2 separate regions of the Gossypium hirsutum genome follow, and region 2 is linked to region 1. The links are chromatin contacts, called in public Hi-C maps. All regions are on one chromosome and are shown on one strand. Each heading gives the region's core, a stretch centred on a gene start, on an enhancer-like site or on the middle of the called end of the contact. The rest is flanking DNA. Distances are from core to core; before and after follow the strand shown. Region 1 holds the start of LOC107927072 (zinc transporter 6, chloroplastic). Region 2 has its middle 9.5 kb from the start of LOC107927044.

Region 1 (3,310 bases), core at 477-2,976:
ATAGGTAATTTCGTCGAATATTCTGAGAAAGAGTTAACAAATTTTTTTTTAATAAACAAAATCCTTAAACATATGATGAAAATTATTCCTATCATATATATATATCAATAAGAGGTTAAAAAAAAATTAGTCCCATAGTACTCTCTATTTAAAGCTTTTACTCCTTTTCTTATAATTTTTTAAGTTACTCCATGTCTTTTGTTTTAATTTTTTATATTTTTTTATACGTTAAATATTTGATTTTAAGTAAATTGTTGTTTATTTTAAGATTTTACTTAATTGAAATAATTTTTAATATTATAATACTAAAATTAATAAATTTTTAATTGTTAAGTTTAAAATATAATTTTTTTAAAAATAATACATATTAATAATATTTATCAAATAAAATTTATATTTTTCAAATATAATAATAATTAATTTCATTCCTTGGTTAAAAGTAAAACAAAGATAAATATAAAATTACAAAAAATCAAATTTTAACAATTTTAACATTAAAACAAATTAACAATATATATAAATTAAATAACTTGTAAGAAATTATTAACAATATTATTTAAATTATAAAATATTAATATTAATATTCAAATCATGATGAATTTTTGTATTATTTTAATATTATATGTTTTTAAAATTAAAAAATTAATATAACTAAATGTAAATTAGTTAAATATTTTTAAAAATATTTTATAATTACATTAAATGTTAATTAATTAATTATTTTTTAAAGAAATTCATTAAAAAAATTTAAACAAAAATTAATATTATAAAAAAATTAAAAATTTAATATATATATCGCACAAAAATACAAACATGTAATTAGAAAATTCCAACACCATAAGAATAAAAAAAATCCAAAATAAATATAAAAATAAAATTCCAAAATTAATATAATGCAATGACGGAAAGCTGTAATTTAACCATTTGTAATAAAAAGTAAAAATAAAAAGGGATTTTTTCCCTCTTTTTTGGTTACCTGAGCAATACAGCCACCAAGACCCATGCCTTCAAAGACTTGGTGAAAAGCCAGTGCTGCAACCAGCGGTCTAATCGTACACTGATTTTGCGACATCCCCATCGTCGCTCCGATGACCACTGAATGAAAAATTATCCCAATCTCCAATACCTGCGACACCAGCTTCTGCTTAAGCTTCACCAATTCCTCGTTCGGCAAATCCTTCTCCACTTTCTTTCCGGTCGTCCCCTCCTGTGTTACCACCGGCAAATACTCTCCGGTTGGCTTACTCTGACCGTGCTCCACGTGAGAGCTCGCCGTCAAGTCGACGAAAAGAGCCAGGAGGGCTCCGAGTAACGTGACCAGCCCAGCGAAAGGGAAATCCTTCCACGGATGACGGGAAGCGACGTGGCAATCGGAGAGAGCAGCGAAGGCTTCGGGGAGGACGTGAACTAAGGAGGTCGAGAGGATGACGCCGGCGGCGAAGCACTTGATTACCAAAATCGCCTTGTCGTAAACGGGTTTGCCTTGGAAGTAACGAGCTAGGAAGATAGGGGAAGATATGCCGACGATGCTGGAGATGAAGATTACTACAAGAGAGATGAGCTTTAGGTGTGACGCGGCAGCGCTGTCACGGCAGCCGAGGGTTCGAGCGGCGTCAGTCACGCACGGAGACATGGCTTTAATGGCTACTACTGTAAGAGAAATGGAAGTGGGAGCATGCATCAAGAGGACGAAAATTGATGATTTAATTAGGGATGGGGGTTGATGGGGCCCAATTTGAAGAAAATGTTAGTGTGGTATTAATTAGGGACAAAATTTTCCTCCATTTTTCCTTTTTCCTCTTTGTTTTTAGTGTAGAAAATTAATGAAGAAAATGTTACTTGATATGAATTTTCATTGCAATTAAAAAAGAATCAAAATATATCAAAGTTTGTGCTTCAAAACATTATTCGATATTTAATTCAAGAATTCAACAAAGACAGTGTAAGGTTAAAAATAAAAATAAGAAGTGTTAAAGGTCCTATCTAAAATGGAGTTGAGATTTTGGTGTTTATAGCTAATTATTGGGTTACCCTTTTATTATTGAGATTTAACATATTATCAATGAATAGCTTATTGAGTGGTGTGTTGTATTTGTTTTAAGATCATTATCAATTCATTTTCGATAGGGAAGGGAAGATGAATCTACCTTATGCCACATAGTATCGCTATGCTAGCAAAGGGATTTTTGAAAGTTAGTTGATTTTTACTTGGCAGATATAAGTTCATATATAAAGTAAGTTGCAACTAGATTAAGCGACTAATGTAGAAAAATAAAGATGGACATTAGAACATTGTTCACATAGTTAGGGGTTAAGTTAGAAATTTTTGTTGGAATGGTCAAATTTGAATTATAATTTTTTGAGAGAGCTAAAAATGTTATTTCATCATTGTATTAACATAAAATTTTACAATTTTTCCTAGGATTAAACTATAAACATTTCATTTTGGAGAGGCTATAGTTGAACTTTAAATTTTTAAAAGGGGCTAAATTATAATTTTTACCATTAAATTAACTTAAAACTTGCAATTTCTAAAGAGACTAAAGGGTTAATTTTTCCTTTGAAGGGGGCTAGGGCCACTATCTACCCCCTTTAGCTCTACCCCTACACACAATTCATAAATTTCTTATGTTTCCAAGACCTTACCCAAAGAGATATTCCACTATGCATCAACAAGTACAAGCTACTATTTAAGTCCTACTCACTCACCAAATAACAATATTACTCTATAGTCTAAAAGGATCACTCCCCCTCTAAGTCTTTCCCCTTACAAGCTTAGATGTAAACTAAGTAACTCACTTTAGTTTACTTACAAAATTGCATTCAAAATAACATTTCCTATTTGAACAAACAAAGTGCTCTATTAGCACTTTACTAACCCAAACTAGTTGTGTGTATATACAAGAAATGTGGTTTAACACCCTTAAAATTGTTATACTTTAAAAGCAATAATAGATCGAGATTGAGTACAATTGATTTCTCACTAAAATAAAATAAGGAAATGAAAGTTGTACAAGCCCAAATTTACCCGGGGCCCAATATGGTCCAAATAAAAACCATTACAAACCAACCCACCTAAACACTAACCCACAACCAGCAGAGCCCAAATTACAACCAAACCTAATTAACCCCAAACCCAAAATCTAAAAGCCTAAACCCAATACACCCAACTACCCTAACCCATGTTCAGAAAAGAAAAAGAAAAAAGCAGCAGCAACCCTAGGTGCGCCGCACCTAGGGCCTTCTCACCAACTCCTCTGCTCCGCCGTTCACCTGCTTTCTGCCATTTGCCCAACTGCCCACCTGCAAA
Region 2 (3,310 bases), core at 292-2,791, 33 kb after region 1:
TAATAATTTAATAATTACAAATAATTTACCCTTAACAAAATCTCATTATTGTTATTTTTTGTAAATAGAAACAACATTAAGCGATTACAAAAATAAGCAGAAAATTAAAACTCTTTTGGATTAACTCTCGCACAGCTTGAGGAGGTTCAAAAAATATACCTATAGACTAGTAAAATGTATACTAGCTTACTTAGCCATGAAATCTGCAACTGCATTATGATCTATAAGAATATGATGGATACGAATTTTCCAATTCCTTTGTAACAGTGAATGGATGCCCGTATTTCTATAAGAGGGCTACAATAATTTTGCCAGACAAAATTAATTCCACCAAAAGAGCATTATCAGATTCAAGTTCAACCTGTCAGTATCCCTTTTCCCAAGTCAGACATAACCCTTCAAGCATAGACCTCCCTTCTATCCTGAAAACTTTATCTCTTCTCAATATCATCGAATAATATTTTTTATGTTTAAAAAATATATTACTAATGCTAAAAGTTAAATTTGAAAGCATACCAATAATTATGAAGTAATACTAAAAATTATGAGAATATTATGAGATAATACTAAAATTTATGAGATTATTTTATTTTTTAATTGAAAAACAAAAATACTTATATTGTGAGATTTGAACCCAACCCAATTACGTTGCAAAGATTTTTAAATTTATTATTCAACCAAAATTTTATTTTAATTTACTTATACATTTTAATTTTATTATGCGCACTTTATTATCTCCATCAATTGTATATCTATGTTATTAATAAAATTTCTTGTTTGAGTTGATGTCACGAGTCAACTAGGTGCCAACTCGGTTGAGAAATTACAAAAAATGACCTGTATTTAAAACAAGTTGTTTTATTTAATGATACTTTAAAATTACATATGTGTTCTAAATATGTGATTTCCACATGTATACGCATATAATAGAGTTTCTAATACTATTTTATAATTTTTTAACTAAACTTAAGGAATAAATTAAAATAAAATACTAACTTAAAAAATTAATATAGTTTATTTATTGTTTAATAAATTTCTCATTCCGTTTTCACATGAAACGCTAAACTTAGATTCCATTAAAGCATGAAAATGTGATATTCTGAAACCGTGTCACTTTATAATTTTATTTTTTTAATTTTTTAAAATTAATTTGTATACTTTTTTCAAATACATTTTTTTGTAATTTTATATATTATATATTTTAAAATTTTTAAGTGATAATGTGGCATAACTTTAAAGTGACTCATCGTCACCTTAACAGAATTCAAGTTCAGGAACCAAAACGAAAAATTTTACCAAACTATGAGACTAAATTTGACAAAAAATTCAAAAAGTAAATTAAAAAAAATCAAATAGAAACTTGTTTTTTCAATTTAATTCATCCTCATCACTCGTGACAATCTTGGTCTTACATGAATTATAGCATCAAATTATTCAACAATGAGATACATGAATTGGTTAGGTTTTGGTGCTTGTATATAATATACCCGCAGTAAAGTATGGTCTGTTTCGAAGGTCAAAACCGTCTTCACAACTTCATACAAAATGAAGGCCTGGGCCACTGAGTTACCCCGCGATAGTGGATTGTCTCAACTGGAAAAGCCCAAGGTTAGTCCAAAATAAAAACTTAATACAAGTTAGAATAAGTATAGGCCCTTCATCAACATCTATCATTGAATTTCAAACCTAGGATATCCAACAAAATCAGTAATACATTTTTTGATCTACCCTTAATCTTAATAATAGAAAGGACATTCCATATATCTAAGTTCGCTTCAACTCATAACTTCCATATTTGTAGTCAATCTTGATGTCAATTGAGCAAGTACTCAATTAAATTTACAACTCTTACTTTAAAAAGCAGGGAGGAATCTTCATGTACAACTTGATTTGTTGAACCAAATGATGAGGCAAATTGACGAATCATCGGCAAATAGAAGAGAATAAAAAAAAATTGCCTAATCTCTCACATTTCACTATTCAGAAGGCTTTACCTTGATGAATCATGCAGGGTATTAGTGCAATCAAATTTGTATGGAATGTTGATTTCCTATTGTGTGAGAATAAATAAGATTGTATGGAAATTAAGTTCAAACCTAAGATATCAAAATTTCGAATATCTCAACCTTAATCATTGACCTAAGATTTCATTGGCAATTCAAACCTTAAACCTTTCAAATATGTTGGGTGTAGACCCAAAGGTCCCACTATGTGGGAGCCCATTTGTCTGTGTGCCATACATATATATACACAAATATGGGGGCAACAACTTTCTTTATGGTGAAAAGTGTGTGCATAGAGTCAAAGAAAAAGAGAGAAAAGTGCGAGAGCAAAATAATTATTTTTACATAAATCGACTTTCATATTTTTTTTGAGCGGAAGTCCATTCAGTGTCTAATGGAGCTTATTTTTTTATGGTAGTTAGTAGACTCGAAATTTTTTAAAGTGTACATTTCGATTTTCGTTTCGTGTACTATAGCTCTAGGTTCTTGACTTTCAAAGTCAACCTATTTTTGGCGATATTCTCAATTTTTCTCTTAAAGTTTGCTTGAGATTATTTGTTGATAGCCTTGTTTGAATTGTATATTATTGATTGTGGCTTAGTTTTGATTTTGTAGCAAGACTTTGATTATAGTGGAAACTTTGATGAACTTTCAAAGTGTTGTGGTTTTTACCCTTTGCTTTAAAGGGGTTTTCTATATAAAAATTACATGTCTTGAATTATTATTTTTGCTTGCAATAATGTTGTTTATTGGAATTGATTGTTGAAATATTGTGTTATTGAGTTTGCCATAATTACGGAATTGATTTTTTGAGAGCGAAAGAATAACGATTGTGTTTTTGTAGTATTTCATCGTGTTCGGTTTCATCCCAATAAACTGGTATTAGAGAAAATATTACAATCAGAAAAAATGGTTACAATCAGAAAAAGGGGATTGAATTTGAAAAAAATATTTTCTTTGATTGTGAAGATGTCCTCTATTAGTACATTGAGTTTGGCAGCTTATTATGACTTAGAGGTTGAAACGGTGGATGTGAAATCTGCTTTCCTTCATGGTTATTTAGAGGAAGAGCTACACATGGAGCATTCAGAGGATTTTATTGCACAAGGGAAAGAAGACTACGTGATTGAGAAAGAGCTTGTATGGCTTGGAGTAAGCTCCAAGACAATGGTACAAGAAGTTTTGAGTCTGTTATGGGGGAGCATGGCTACAAGAAAACTACTTCCGATCATTGTGTTTTTGTTAAGAGATTATCTGGTGATGATTTTATTATTATATTGCTTTATGTTAATGATATGCTTATTATT

The links. Hi-C and Micro-C count contacts between places; a contact is called where the count stands out from the background.
Region 2: a Hi-C map of leaf shows a contact between it and region 1, with 2.8 times the contacts expected there. The contact joins the enhancer-like site here to the promoter of LOC107927072 in region 1. A contact is called at or near these places in 10 of 34 Hi-C or Micro-C datasets (callus, leaf and an unstated tissue).

What each region holds. Positions count from the first base shown.
Region 1 is chrD03:50,115,395-50,118,704 of Gossypium_hirsutum_v2.1, forward strand. It overlaps LOC107927072 (zinc transporter 6, chloroplastic), which reads right to left and starts at 1,727. Exons shown (of 2, transcript XM_041090412.1): 1 at 977-1,727. The coding sequence starts at 1,681.
Region 2 is chrD03:50,149,065-50,152,374 of Gossypium_hirsutum_v2.1, forward strand. No RefSeq gene overlaps it. Among protein-coding and RNA genes, the nearest start is that of LOC107927044, 9.5 kb to the right of the region's middle. Within about 2 kb of position 1,542, at least 2 of the 9 cell types and tissues checked have an H3K27ac peak or open chromatin away from gene starts, as enhancers often do. A contact at or near this core is called in leaf, where this site is marked.